Linked DNA regions of Mus musculus: region 1 is linked to region 2. A link is a contact called in public Hi-C data. All regions are on one chromosome and are shown on one strand. The core of a region is the stretch at or near the end of the contact, and the rest is flanking DNA. Distances in the headings are between cores, read along the strand shown.

Region 1 (7,535 bases), core at 3,200-5,699, 140 kb after region 2:
TGGAGTATGCAGGGTGGGACCCAGGGCCTTGGCCTTGTAGGGCAAGCATTCTACCACTGAGCTACATTACAAGCCCTTCACCAGGAGTGCTCTAGAGTCCCCCAGGGAGGGGCTGGGGTATGGCTCAGTGGTAGAGCCCCTGCCTAGAATCCCCAGTGAGGGGCTGGGGTGTGGCTCAGTGGTAGAGCCCCTGCCTAGAATCCCCAGTGAGGGGCTGGGGGCGTGGCTCAGTGGTAGAACCCCTGCCTAGAATCCCCCAGTGAGGGGCTGGGGGTGTGGCTCAGTGGTAGAGCCCCTGCCTAGAATCCCCCAGTGAGGGGCTGGGGTGTGGCTCAGTGGTAGAGCCCCTGCCTAGAATCCCCCAGTGAGGGGCTGGGGGTGTGGCTCAGTGGTAGAGCCCCTGCCTAGAATCTCCCAGTGAGGGGCTGGGGCGTGGCTCAGTGGTAGAGCCTCTGTCTAGAATCCTTTAGGGAAGTGTTGGGAGGGACCAGAAGCATAGCTCACCATTAGAGTGTTTGTCTAGCATATTCCAGGTTTCACCTTCTATCACCAGTACTGTAAAGGGGGCAGGTTATGAGATGGTGCGGCTCTTGTAAGGTAAGCTGGACCCAGTCAAGGTTGTCAGGCACAGGGTGTAACTGGAGGGCCTGGCTGGCAGAGAGACGGGCTTATGGCTAGGTGGGTAATCCCAGACTCCCTGCTCTCTGCAGATCCTGGCAGCCCTGCCCGTGGAGTGGCGGGGCACTCACCTGCTCGCCTGCTCTTGCCTGCGTGTGGTCTTCATCCCCCTCTTCATCCTGTGTGTGTACCCCAGTGGCATGCCTGCCCTCCGCCACCCTGCCTGGCCCTGTGTCTTCTCGCTGCTAATGGGCATCAGCAATGGCTACTTTGGCAGTGTGCCCATGATCCTGGCAGCTGGAAAAGTGAGCCCCAAGCAGCGGGAACTGGCAGGTAAGACCCGTGGGACCCACGTACAGTAAGGGCTTGAGCCTGTACACCTAGCGCTCTCCTAAGCAGCGGGACATGATGCTGCCCACATTTGCGGGGTTACAGTTCTGAGATAGAGATGGCCAATAAACCGAGGTAACAGACAGATGTGTTATGTTTCATGGTTGTAAGTCCTAGGGGCTATTAGTCTGAGAAGTTAGGGCAGATGAAAGGACTGGGGAGCCATGATGTAAAGAAAACAATCTTGCAAAATTTTTCTGAGAAGATGGCTTTTGAGCAAAATCCTGGAGGAAGAAATGAGGGAGACAGATACAGGAAGCTGCAAGGAATGGCACCTAAGCAGAGGGAGCCATGTGTGCAAAAGTCCTGAGACTTGGCCCAGTGGTAGGGCTCCTGCCTAGAATCCCCCAGTGAGGGGCTGGGGGTGTGGCTCAGTGGTAGAGCCCCTGCCTAGAATCCCACAGTGAGGGGCTGGGGCGTGGCTCAGTGGTAGAGCCCCTGCCTAGAATTCCCCAGTGAGGGGCTGGAGGCTTGGCTCAGTGGTAGAGCCCCTGCCTAGAATCTCCCAGTGAGGGGCTGGAGTGTGGCTCAGTGGTAGAGCCCCTGCCTAGAATTCCCCAGTGAGGGGCTGGGGTGTGGCTCAGTGGTAGAGCCCCTGTCTAGAATCCCCCAGTGAGGGGCTGGGGTGTGGCTCAGTGGTAGAGCCCCTGCCTAGAATCCCCCAGTGAAGGGCTGGGGTGTGGCTCACTGGTAGAGCCCCTGTCTAGAATCCCCCAGTGAGGGGCTGGGGTGTGGCTCAGTGGTAGAGCCCCTGTCTAGAATCCCCCAGTGAGGGGCTGGGGTGTGGCTCAGTGGTAGAGCCCCTGCCTAGAATCCCCCAGTGAGGGGCTGGGGTGTGGCTCAGTGGTAGAGCCCCTGTCTAGAATCCCCCAGTGAGGGGCTGGGGTGTGGCTCAGTGGTAGAGCCCCTGTCTAGAATCCCCCAGTGAGGGGCTGGGGTGTGGCTCAGTGGTAGAGCGCAGTCTCACAGTCTCTGGAGCCCTGGCAACTGTCACCACAGTGCACATGTGAGAAGCCATGGCCACAGAGATTGTCTAGCACAGCGCAGCCTCAGCCCCTCTAACTTAGCCCACTCTCGTCCACAGGAAACACCATGACTGTGTCCTACATGTCGGGGCTGACCCTGGGCTCTGCTGTGGCCTACTGCACCTACAGCCTCACCCGAGATGCCCACGGCAGCTGCTTTCAAACAGCCACCGCCGCCGCCGCCAACGACTCCATCCCTGTCGGTCCCTGAGCCGGGCCCACCCAATCCTGCCCCCTGCCCAGGAAGAGCTGCCTGGGCCAGTTACCCCAAGGCCTGAGGACCCTCCCACCCCTGCCTCAGTGCCTGCGGGGTCCTGGCCACCTCCTAAGCCACTAACGCCACCTTGCCACCTTGTCCCAGTTGTCCAAAACAGCTGGAACTTGTCTTCACCGCCCAGGGCACCGCCTCCCCGTGTCCTGTGTTTGGTCAGACACCTGCCCTTCACCCTCTGTGTCCAGAGGCCCAGCATCTGTCACACATCAAGGGGGCGTTTATTCAGTCTTAGAGCCACTCGGAATGGCTGGCCACAGTCTGAGCTGACTCCCTTCAGTGTGACCCCACTGTGTGGTTCCATGGTCTTCGATGTGGTTTTCATTTACTGGTCAGGGGGCACCTCCCTGTATTAGAAATCTTGGAGGAAAGTCCCCAACTCCGTTCTGTCCCTTTCTTGTTCTTAGACACTTCTTCACAGCCCTACCCCTGCACCCGCACACATAAAGCGTCAAGTCTGGAAAACTCATTCCTCATACACAGGCCTCCTGTAGTCATAGCAACAGAGATGACCTAGGTGCACCCACCTTAGGTGGAGGACTTCCCCATGCACACCACCACCCCTCTTAGAGCACAGGCTAAGGGCCACGGCTAACAGGGACGTCCCATTTCTTTCCTGTTCCATCCAACTTACCCATCATGCAGGGACAGCTGAGGTCCACTCGTGACCTAGGCCGCCCCACTCCCATCCACCGAGAGTCAAGTGATGACACGACACACTTGAAACCCTGGCAAGTGGCTGCAAGGTGAGGATTGGACTCGTGGGTGCCAGGATCGGCTGGAGGACCTCCTGCCAAAGAGAGCTTTTGCTGAGCCGGGACACTTGCCTCTCCACACAGTGGCCCCAGCCGTGACCACCCTGTACCAGTCCCTGCTGTGTCCTGTCTACCTGTGTGTTCTCTGACTACCGCACTGGCCATTAAATATGGCAGAGACTGCCCACCGCTGTCCTGAGGAAGTGTTTGTGGGGGGAGGGCTGGGAAGTGAGCCACTGGGTAGGGTGGGGAGATTAAAATGGGGCCCTGATGGGGTGTCTTCCCCACAATGCTGAGACACTTGTGGTCCCACCTGTCCTGAGCTAGGTGTTTTTAGAACTGATGATTGCCTAGTGCTGAGCACCTGGGGCTTGCACGGGCCTTAGCAACCGCTGCCTCTGTGAGGACAGGAAAAGATATGGATTTCTACATCTGGCTCACAGGAGGAAGAGCTCAAAACGGGGAGTGTGCTGGTCCTGGCTCTACCCCCTCTGGGTCTGGGAGTCAGGCTGCTCAAAGCCAGTAATGAATTCTTCCCGGTTACAGTCCCCAGTTCTGGTGACAATTTAGAGACATCTTCTCTTCTCTCTTCTCTTCTCTTCTCTTCTCTTCTCTTCTCTTCTCTTCTCTTCTCTTCTCTTCTCTTCTCTTCTCTTCTCTCCTCTCCCCTCCCCTCCCCTCCTCTCTTTCTCTCCCCTCCCCTTCCCTCTTTTCTCTTCTCTTCTCTTTTCTCCTCTCCTCTCTCTCCCCTCTCCTCCCCTCCCCTCCCTTCCCCTCTCCTCTCTCCTCCCCTCCCCTCCCCTCCTCTTCTCTTTCTCTCCTCTCCCCTCCCCTCCCCTCTCTCTTCTCCTCTCTCTCTCTCTCTCTCTCTCTCTCTCTGTCTGTGTGTGTGCACATGCGCATGCGTGTCTGGTGACAATTTAGAGACATATTCTCTCTCTCCCTGTGTGGTGTTGCTGTGTGTGTGCATGTGTGTGCGGTGTGCGCTTGTGTGCACAGAAGCAAGAAGACAACCAATGTCCATTATCACTACACCATCTTGTCTCACCTAACCTGTCCCCCAACATTTAGGTTAGACTGGCTGGCCAGTGAGCCCCTGGAATCCACCTGTTACCAGCCCCGCTAGCCATACTAATTTCTAGAAGAGTTCTGTGGATTCAAACTCAGTCCTCCTGCTTGTATAGCCAATGCTGTAACTCACTGAGCCACCTCCCCAGGTCCAGAGGCATCCTTTCCCTGTTATGCATCCCCAAAGAATGGAATTGGAAAATGGGGACTTGAAAGTCCTGTAGCCTCAGAGACTTGCTTTGCAACCCTTGAGGGTCCCAGACCAAGGCTGTGGTAATACCACAGGTGGACGCTAGATGGCAACAATGTGACTCTTCCCACTCACCACCTACTTCCTTGCAACCTCTAGCCCCGCCTTCCCACGTTACCACTAGTTGCCACCCCCACCCTGTCTATCCGTGCAGATTTACACTTCTGGCTGGCCAGTCCTCCAATCTAGCTTCCACAGGCCCCAGAACTATTCCCCACCCAGACACGGGTGTGTGACCCTGACCCTTCCACATGTGGGTTGGACCCCTATGTTTACCTGGATGTGGAGGCTAGCAGGCATCCTGAGGTGTCAACCCTCATGCACCACCCACTCTGTGACATGTTTTCACTGACCAGGGGCTTGCTGTTTGGCTGGACTGGCATACTCAGCACTGGGCTCCCGGGGGAGGGGGGGCTCGGGGGGCCAGGGCACAGCCATGCCTGCTTGCTTGTTTTATGGTTATGGGACTCAGGCAGGCATCTTCCTAAAAACCTGTAGCTCTGAGAAGGTTTTAGAGTTATGTGTTTTGCCTGCATGTATATGCACCACATGAAACCTGGTCAGAAGAGGGCGTCACATCCTTAGAACTAGAGTTACTTATGGTTGTGAGCTGCCATGTGGGTGCTGGGTACTGAACCCAGTTCTTCTGCAAGGGCAGCAGGCACTCCTAACTCCTGAGCCATCATCTCTCCTGGCCCTTGCTCTTGAATTTTAAACAAGACAGATCACTCTGGCTTCGAGAACTTCCTGAAATGCTGGACCAAACTCATCTCTGTGCCCAGTAGAACAGCTCCAGGCCGTACCCTCTAGTTTGCCGCCCCCTCCCCGGCACGTGGGGCTCCTGTCACTGACAACCAGTGTTGTGTGGTTCCAGCCTCTCTCCATCTTTGGGTGCTCCAGAACAGGAGCCCCGCCTGGATCCTCTACACCGATTCTACCATTCACTCCAGGACCCCAAAATAAGTCACTCCAAAGACATAGTATTTTTCCAATTAAATTTTTTCTTTTCTCTTTTTCTTTCCTTTTTTTTTTTTTATGAAAAAAGATCACACAGAATTTGCCAACAAACAAAATTCCAAAAGAAACTTAAAAAAAAAAATCAGGAAACAGTAATTACCCCCACCCCAAAAAGAAAAGAAAAAACAAAACCGAAATCTGGCTTTTCCTTCCTTCAAGATTGTCTGCTCAAAGCCTCCGGGGACCCCACTGGGGTCTGGCAGGCACAGGGGGACTGGTTAAGTGCTTCGGGCTGAGCTGGGGGCTGGGCTCGGGCCCCCTCTTTCTATTTCCATCTCTCATCCATTTGGGGGCACATACAGTACACATGGGCAGGGGTGCGGGTACAGGGGAGTGGGGGAGAGGCATAAAGCCGGTGCTAGACATTCACGATCTAACAGGAAATAAAAAATAATATTCTGCACGTCAGAATGTGTTTTTTTTTATAATTTCATAGCTATTTTTCACAGTTTTAAAAAGTTTATATATATATTTATATATATTTATCTTTATATATATAATTAAAAAGTTGACTCCATTTAAAGGTGTATGATACAGGGGCAGGCTACAGGAAACTGTACAGGTAACCTTTCGGATCCTCCTGGTGGAGGGGCCGGGCGGGCCGTGCCGGGCGGGCCGTGCCGGGCGGGCCGTGCCGGGCGTGGGCGCGGATTTCAGCACCATTGGGGATTTCTGTAGTGTAAGGGTCTGGGCTGGGGGGGCCCACGGGGTATGGTGACGCTCCTGGGCTGCCCTCCCTGTTCCCCAATTCCAGGCTGTCCTGAGAGGGTGGAGGCCGGGCATACGGACACCCGGATGCCCCGGGTGATTGGTGAAGCTGGCTGGCGTTGGGCACCCCCCCCACCCCCCCCCGCCCCATGGTAGGAGGTCTTGGATGGGCTCCGTGCTGGGTGTGGCTGAACTCTACACCAAACACCAGTTTGGGTCCTTGGAACTCTCCCTTACCCCATCCACAGAATCAAAGAGTCTACACAGGCCCAGAGCACAGAGGGCAGCCTCATTGAGCGCAGACAAAGTGCCGGAGGGAAGTCCTCCTCGCTGAGGTGACCCTGAGGGGACAGCAGAGCCGGACCCTGATAGCTGAGGTGGGGGGGGGGGGGAATCTCAGCATGAGGGCACCAGGGGATGACCAGAAAGGGTCTGGAAATGTGTGCACATGTGTGCACACACGTGCATGCATACGGGCACACACATGTACACACTCACACTTGCCTGGGGCGTCCACCTGGCCACATGCACACGCCCACAAGCACACTGGCATGCACACAACACACGTGGTCCCGCGCCATGGCAGTGGTGGGGAGGGGGGGTCTCTGTGGGCCCCGCTGGGTGGGCGGCGCTCAACAGAGCACAGGCACGCCGTCCGTGGAGAAGATCATGCCTGTGGTGGGCTCATAGGTGCCCGCGAGGTAGTAGAGGCCCTCGCTGTCCTGGTATTTCTTGGTCTTCAGCATCTGTTCGTACTGCTCCAGGCCCACCACCAGGCACTTGTGGGACACTGTCTGCACATCGTTCTCATCCACGTGGGAGGACTGGTACAGGGCGCGCTGTGGGGACACAGTGGGTGTTAGGGACTGGAGGGAACCCTCCTGGATCAGGGAGACCCTGGGATGCCTTAAGGGCAGAGACCTGGAGACAGAGACAGATGGATAGAGAGACAGATGGGAACAAAGAGGGACAAGCAACAGATGGAGAGACAATGACAGAGACCAAGAGAGATGAAGAGATGGAGGGAAACAGGTAGCAAGGGAACACAGGATGATGTAATGCCATCCCCATTGTGTTCAGAGTCCCAGAAGCCTTGTAAGCAGTAGATGGGTGTGGTAGTCCGCCTGAAATCTCAGCCTTGGACCACAGAGACAGGACCTTTGGAGCAAGCTGGCTAGTAAGACCAGCTGTATCAGTGAGCTTTGGGTTTGGTGTCAGGAAGTCTCCCAATAGTGACAGTGAACCTCTACCCACACCTGCATGCACACTTGCCACCCAGGTACCAAAGTGTGTGTGTGTGTGTGTGTGTATACAGGAAAGAAAAGTAAAAGAAACAACAGAAGAAGAGACAAACAGATATGCCTGCAAATGCCAGAGCAAGACACAGAAAGGAAAGGGGCACTAGGAGACGAGGAGACGCCAGGACAAAGGCA
Region 2 (7,488 bases), core at 3,705-6,204:
ACACAACTGTGAAGACCTGAGTCCAGATCCCGAGAACCCCACATAGTGCCAGACAAGGTTGTTGGAGCCAGGGCAATCCAAGGCTTTCCCTGAGTCCCTGATGGGTGGAGAAGGAACATAGTTCTTTGTCTAAAAGCATGAACATGCTTGACAGAGCCAGTAATGGCCTGGGGCCAGAATCTTGGGGGAGGTGCAACTCCAGATCCCGGGAACCCAACTCTTTCCTACTAAGGGCTGTGCTTATCAGTCCCAAGGCCACTGTGTCTGTGACACACGTGAGATACGCTGTGTCCCTTTTGTGCAACATTGCTTGATTAGCTTTCTGCTGACTTCATCCCATTGTGTGATAGATTTCTGCTGACTCTGTCTCATTTGCCCCTGCAAATAGTATCTAGGACGATGCACGCCTTAAATCCTAGCACTCGGGAGGCAGAGGCATGAGGATCTGTGAGGCTAGCCTGGTCTACACAGTGAGTTCCAGGGCAGCCAGGACTGCACAGAGAAACATTGTCTCTGGAAAGAAACAACAACAAAAGCAACAACAAAAACCCAAAAAAGAAGGCCGGGCGTGGTGATGCATGCCTTTAATCCTAGCACTCGGGAGGCAGAGAGGCAGGTGGATTTCTGAGTTCGAGGCCAGCCTGGTCTACAAAGTGAATTCCAGGACAGCCAGGGCTCAACAGAGAAAATCTGTCTCAAAAAAAAAAAAAAAAAAAAAAGAGAGAGAGAAGAAAAAAAAAAGGATGCTATGCTTATGGTATGAGTCACGAGTGCTTGCAGATCTCCTGATATCAGTGTTCAGTCTTCTTTATTTCCCCATTCCTGTTCTGTCTCCTCAACACCTCTATTTAGGACCCTTATTCCTGTGGTTTAGGTGACATGGCAGCACATGTCTATAATCCTGCGGCTTCTACATTATCCCAACATTTCCACATTGAGAAGAAAGAATACACAAATTCTCATGGACCAGCCAGCCTGGGTTACACCAGTGAAACAGACCAGCAAGGTGGACGGTAAGAAATGACACCTGCAACTGTCCCCGCTCTCAACACACAGGTGCTCACACTCTTGCATACAAACACACACACACAAGATTTTTTTAAGTTGTACATGCTAATGTGGTACCATGAAATTTCTGTTTGAAAATGGCTCTCTCAGCAGACGAGTCTCAAACTCTAACTATCTCCTGTCTCAGCCTCCCAAAGGCTAGAGTCACAGGCCTGTGTCAACACACCTGGCTCTATGCAGATTTTCTCTTCCTCCTCTTCTACCTCCTCCTCCTCCTCTTCCTCTTCCTCCTCCTCCTTCTCCTTCTCCTCCTCCTTCTTCCTTTCTTCTTCTTCTTCACAACCAACACATCATCATCAATTAAGTACTTTTTTTTTTTTTGGTTTTTCGAGACAGGGTTTCTCTGTAGTCTTGGCTGTCCTGGAACTCACTTTGTAGACCAGGCTGGCCTCGAACTCAGAAATCCGCCTGTCTCTGCCTCCCAAGTGCTAGGATTAAAGCGTGCGCCACCACCGCCCGGCAAGTACTTATTTTTTAACTATGTTAAGAGGTGGTGCATGTGAGTGCAGGTACCAATGGACGCCAGAAGAGGGCAGTAGAGTCCCCTGAAGATGGCGCTACAGGTTGTTGTGAGCTGTCAGCTATGGATGCTGAGAACCAAACTCAGGTCAAAGACAGCTATCGTCTTAAACATTTATCATTGCTTTAGGATGAAAAGTCCAAAAGTCCTTCTAGGTTTATTTTCTGGTTTGCAGTGCTGGGAATGGTGCCCAAGGCCTCCCTCTCACTGTTGTTCAAGGCTCTACCAACTGAACTATGTCTCCAGTCTTCTTTCAAGGTTTATGGAATGTACAGTCCCATAGTTGTGTTGACAGAGGGCTTGTGTGTCATTCCCAAATGACATCCCCAGCAGCACATAAAGCAGGCAGAGTAGTATACACCTGCAATCCCAGCACTCAGGAGGTGTGGACTAAACTCAAGCTCATCCTTGGCTGCATAGTGAAAGGGGTTGGATAGGCAGGGTGGATCGGGGTGGCAAGTGTTCCCGGGAGGGGGACGGCATGTGTAAAGGCATGAAGTTTCCATGGGGACACCACATGCAAAGGCATGAAGTCATGGGAATGGCAAGCAGCAGAGGAAGTCAGGGGCTCTGGACAAGAGTGTGGCAGTGTGGCTGTGTGAGCGGAGAGCTGGGGCCTGCCAGAGACAAGCCAGAGCGGGTACATGTTCTGCTGGGTACTAGGAAGCCACTGGGGGTTTGTTGAGTGAGAGGCGTACTCAGTTCCATAGTCCGTAGTGCTTTCCTTAGATCCTTGTCATCCTATGGGGCCCTGAGAGCAGGTCACACCGGAGGGGACAGGAAGGACCGGAAAGACAGCTCCATCAGTAAAGCATGAGGACCTGAATTCACATTCCCAGCACCCGTGTCAAAAGACGAGCCACTTGGTGTGTTTTTGGAAGCCCAGCATTGGGACGCAGATACAGGCAGATCCCTGGGGTCAGCAGGTGAGTGTGACAGAGAATCCTACAAAATAAGGTGGAGTGGGCCGAAGTTTTTATGGAAGTCTGACCCCTGAGTTTGAGCCCTGAGCCCCACAGTGCACATGGAGAACTGACCCCTGAGAGCTGCCTCCAACTCCATACAGGCGCCCACACACAAAAATATAAATAAAGAGCCAAAGAGACGACTGTTTTCTCTTCCTTCCTTCCTTCCTTCCTTCCTTCCTTCCTTCCTTCCTTCCTTCCTTCCTCCTTCTCCTCCTCCTCCTCCTCCTCCTCCTCCTCCTCCTCCTCCTCTTCCTCCTCCTTCCTTGAGACAGGATCTTTTTATGTGGCTCTGGCTGTCCTGGAGCTCACTCTCTAAGCCAGAATGGCAACAGACACACAAAGATTCTCCTACCTCTGCCTCCCAAGTGCTGAAACTAAAGATGTGCACCATAGGCCAGGCGGTGGTGGCCCCCTCCTTTAATCACCACCACACTCCAGTGGCAGAAGCAGGTGGATCTCTGAGTTCAAGGCCAACCTGGGCTACACAGTGAAACCCTGTCTTGGAGGAGGAGGAGGAGGAGGAGGAGGAGGAGGAGGAGGAGGAGGAGGAGGAGGAGGAGGAGGAGACCATCACAACCATAACCATCACATCCAGCCTTCAGTGCTCTTTTAGAAAACCTGGGTTCCATCCCAGCACCCACATTGAGCGGCTTACAACTGCCTGTAACTCCAGCTCCAGGGCACCTGACCTCCTCTTCTGACTGCCATGGGCACCTGCTTATACACACACAGAGACAACATATACACAACGGATTGAGGAAGAGTGCCTTCCTTGCCCCCACCCTGAAGGGTCCCCATGTCAGCACCCCACAAGTTAACTCACAGCATGGGTGGCACAGTTTGCTGCGTGTTCATACTCAGTGGGCTGGTACCTCTTGTGCGCCGGGACTCGGTCATTCATAAACCTGCAATGAGAGGCAGGGTTTTAGAAAGCCTGGCCGAGAGAGCCAGAGTCCAGCTTCTCACCCATGCAGATTCGCTCCTCTCCTTCCTTCCTGCCCCCTTTCCAAGTATTATTTTTAATTGCATGTGTGTGCTTGCATGGTGCATGCATTGGTGCTTGCCTCTGTGTGTACACACATAGGCCAGTAGGTGACATTGCATGCCTGTCTCAATCACACTCCTCCCTTATTTTCAGACAGGGTCTCTCACTGAACCCAAAGCTTGCTAACCAGGCTGGCTGGCTAGCCAGTGGGCCTTAGAAATCTACCTGTCTCTGCCTCCGGCAGTTCCTCGCTGCAAGTTTTGGTGGTACAGGCACCAGCCTTTTACATCGGTTCTGGAATGTGAACTCAGGTTCCCATGTGTGCACAGCACGCACTCAACCTAGTGAACCAACTCCTTGGTCTTAAGTTAAACGTTTTTACTGCTAAGTGCTTCATGTCTAATCCTCAACATGATATTAATTTAGGAAATAAAAAAACCTTTATTGGGACTTGGACTATAACCTGAGTACTTTCCTAGCAGGTGCAAAGCTCCGAGTTCCGTCCTCAGGACTTCATACACTGGTGTAATTGGTGCCCTTGCATAATACCTGCGTCATTCAGGGATAGAAGTAGGGGTGCTTCATTCTTAGACCAATGCGCTCTCTCTCTCTCTCTTTCTCTCTCTCTCTCTCTCTCTCTCTCTCTCTCTCTCTCTCTCTCGTTTCAAGACTGTGTAGCCCTGGCTATCCTAGATCAGGCTCTGTAGATCGGGCTGCCCTCAAATCTCACAAAGATCCTCCTGCCTCTGCATTCCAAGTGCTGGGATGAAAAGCGTTCTTAAAAATAAGAATTCCTGGAGCTAGAAATAGCTCAGTGGTTGAGAGTCCTTACCGCTCTTGCAAAACATCCACGTTCAGTTCCCAGTACCCACATCATCTAGCTCCCAACCACCTAGCACTCCAGTTCCAGGATATCTGATGCACTCCTAGCCTCCATGGACACCTATATACGCACAACATACACATTAATAAATAGTTGTGGTGAGCATCTCTTGGGAGGCAAAGGCAAGCAGATCTCTGTGTGTTCATGGCCAGCCTGGACTATGTAGAGAGTTTCAGGCCAGCCAGAGCTACATATCGAGACCTTGTCTCATAAATAAATAAATATTTGAAAATAATAAGCGTTCCTGGTATGTTGGTGTCTGAGCCCTTCCTTCAAAATGCCTTCAATCCTCCCCTCTATTGTCACACAGCACAGTTTGGAGCAGAGAAATGACATCACCAGGTGGCACAGAACTGGTGACTTCTGAAGCTGGCTCTACCATGATAGGAGTGTGAAGGGCACTTCATTTAGCCCGGATGACACTTGAGAGCCAGCGGGGCCAGGAAGAGGTTTCCCAGGTCTACACTGCCTCAGACAGAGCCGGGCAGCTGGGCAGTGTTCTCTGAGGTGCTTTGCCCAGCATCCACCACCAGAGGGAGTCAGCTGCCCAAAGACTTTGAGATCCTCCCTTAAGACCCCAGTTATGTAGGCAGAGGAACTGTTCAGTGGGGAAAAGTACTAGGACCTGAGACTGAATCCCAAGCACCCGTGTGGAAAGTTGGTTATGGTTGTACACCTCCGTAATGCCAGCCCTGGGGGGTGGGGGTGGGGGACAGACAGACAGATCCCAACGTCTCAGTGGCCAATCTAACCAGGCCTGTTAGACACAGGCCATCTCGAGGTAACAAACTAGAGGATGATGGAAACGCCCAGGAACCCGCTCTGGTGTTCACATGCAGGTTCATGTACACACTCACAAACACAATTATTACTGTGCATTCCCCCAAAATGTACAGTGCAAAGGTCTTTGTGCATCATAATCCTTTAAGGTCTTACTGGTATGCTGGATCAATACTAGGACTCCAGGGCATCCATTTAGTACCTTCTGTATGCCAGGTCTCTGCTGATACAGCAGATGGAGCACCTGTGGAGCACCTCCTCTTGCTCTCTCCGTGGCAGGGACAGTTCAGGGAACACTCACTGAGCACTTCTGTATAGCGGGTTCATGTTGGTAAGTACGCCGGAGCTTTTTCAGTGAGCTTGCTCTCTGCTCCTACACCTCATGGAGTATTTACTGGATGCTTTCTGCATGGTATCTTCTGAAGTGCTGGTGTGGCAAGGCAGGAACAAAGGCTGGAGGAAGCAGACCAGTGCTGGCTCCGGGGTTTGTCCTGTCCTGGTGTTCCTGTGTCTGAATCAGATGACGGCCTAGATGACTCTGGAGACCTGGTTGGCTCCTCTGTCCTGCCTGCGCTGACCACTGCGCTTCCCCGGTATCCAGCCCTTGTCATGGAAGCACATCTGTCCAGCAGTAAGCATAGTCCTACTCACATATCCCAATGTCACATGCACAAGGTAACGCTGTGCTCATCAGACAGATGAGAAAATGAACACTCCAGCCTGAAAGTCTCAGGATTTCAGGAGCATAGCAACCAACTCCCAGGGTTTTCCATCCCACCATCTATGTGCCTTTGCAGGGACAGACTATAAAGCAGACATGCAGGCTCTGGAGAATTAACTCGGTAGTTAGGAGCACTGGCTGTTCTTCCAAACAATCAGAGTTCAAATTGTAAGTTACATTTCAGGGGATCTGAGACATGGACATACAGACAAAACACCCATACACTTAAAAGAAAAATAATCCAGGCATCCAGTCCTAATGGCGCAGGTCTATTATCCAAGCGACTTGGGAGGCCGAGACAGGAGAGTCACAAGTTTGAGAGATGCTGGAGACAGATGGTGAGGCTGAGACTAAGTCTGGGATAGTTAGTGGGGTCCTGACTCAAATCAAAAAGAAGTTGGGAGATGTGGCTCAGTGTCTAGAATCCCCCAATGAGGAGCTGGGGTGTGGCTCAGTGGTAGAGCACCTGCCTAGAATCCCCCAATGAGTGGCTGGGGGCGTGTCTCAGTGGGAGAGCCCCTGCCTAGAATGCCCCAATGAGGAGCTGGGGTGTGGCTCAGTGGTAGAGCACCTGCCTAGAATCCCCCCAGTGAGGGGCTGGGGAGTGGCTCAGTGGTGGAGTTCCTGTCTAGAATCCCCCAGGGAGGGGCTGGGGCTCAGTGGTAGAGCCCCTGCCTAGAATCCCCCAGTGAGGGGCTGGGGGCGTGGCTTGGCATATGCAAGACTCTATGTTCAAGCTCCAGTACCACAACAAAAATTTTAAAGAGGGCAGAGGACAACATAGAACAGGATGTCATTTAAGACCATTACAGGGCAAAGATGACCTCAAGCCACAGAAACAGTGATGGCAGCAACTTGTCTACAAGCCAGCAAAGGTCCCAGAACCTGGAGGAGGAGACGTCAGAGCTACAAAGCCCTTCCCATCCTTCCATCCTGGACCTCAGCCCTCCAACCACTGTGAGAGAATAGCTATGTGTGCTCAAGCACGGGGGCATTGGCTACTCCGCTCCTGCAGGCAGAGGACGCTGGTCCAGCTCACAGCAGGAGTGTCGATTCACTCTGTCAAAGCCCCCAAGAGGCAGTGGCCATTGATGCTGTCAACAGCTGGTCTACAAGTGGGTGGACAGCTGGTAAAGAGAGCCACGGGTGGGCAAGCTTATCACCCTCTGGGCGTCGGGGGTGGGTGGGGCCCTGCACCTGTCACCAGGCACCACAGTATCCTCCCCTGTGCCTTTAACACCGGGTAAGCCACCCATGGTGCCAGCCGTGCGGGTCCAGGGTGATGTCACGGTTGCCGTGGAGACCTAGGGCAGACCATTATTTATTTATTTCTGTCTCCACAGAACTCCCCTTGTCTCTCCTTTAGGCTGTAGCTATTGAATGGAGCGGGGAGGGGAGGGTTGAAGGTGGGGGGAGCATGCCTTGGCAGAGGCCCAAGAAACCATTCCCACCACCCCAAAGACCCATGGACTTTTCTCTTAACTCCTTGTGACCCAGCGGTTTTTCTTCCAAAAGCCCCAGACAGGCATTTTTAATGGCAGTAAAGTCACCTTTTATGCTTGA

What was found. Hi-C and Micro-C count contacts between places; a contact is called where the count stands out from the background.
Region 1: a Hi-C map of cerebral cortex shows a contact between it and region 2, with 2.7 times the contacts expected there. The contact joins two enhancer-like sites. A contact is called at or near these places in 1 of 39 promoter capture datasets (embryonic stem cells), 8 of 15 datasets of contacts at CTCF or cohesin (CD8 T cells, the G1E-ER4 cell line, the NIH/3T3 cell line and 3 more), 122 of 484 Hi-C or Micro-C datasets (the 63-12 cell line, 8-cell embryo, the AML12 cell line and 70 more), 14 of 115 datasets of contacts at active chromatin or transcription factors (the 3134 cell line, astrocytes, bone marrow-derived dendritic cells and 5 more) and 4 of 9 other capture datasets (adipose tissue, embryonic tail, liver and 1 more).

The regions. Positions count from the first base shown.
Region 1 is chr5:142,719,247-142,726,781 of GRCm38.p6, forward strand. It overlaps Slc29a4 (solute carrier family 29 (nucleoside transporters), member 4), which reads left to right. Exons shown (of 11, transcript NM_146257.2): 10 at 711-951; 11 at 2,093-3,244. The coding sequence ends at 2,244. It overlaps Tnrc18 (trinucleotide repeat containing 18), which reads right to left. Exons shown (of 28, transcript NM_001122730.3): 28 at 5,356-6,941. The coding sequence ends at 6,735. Among named protein-coding and RNA genes, the nearest start is that of Slc29a4, 21 kb to the left of the region's middle. Within about 2 kb of position 4,450, at least 26 of the 459 cell types and tissues checked have an H3K27ac peak or open chromatin away from gene starts, as enhancers often do. A contact at or near this core is called in cerebral cortex and stem cell-derived neural stem cells, where this site is marked.
Region 2 is chr5:142,576,802-142,584,289 of GRCm38.p6, forward strand. Mmd2 (monocyte to macrophage differentiation-associated 2) reads right to left here. Exons shown (of 7, transcript NM_175217.6): 2 at 3,380-3,461. Among named protein-coding and RNA genes, the nearest start is that of Mmd2, 28 kb to the right of the region's middle. Within about 2 kb of position 4,955, at least 12 of the 459 cell types and tissues checked have an H3K27ac peak or open chromatin away from gene starts, as enhancers often do. A contact at or near this core is called in cerebral cortex and stem cell-derived neural stem cells, where this site is marked.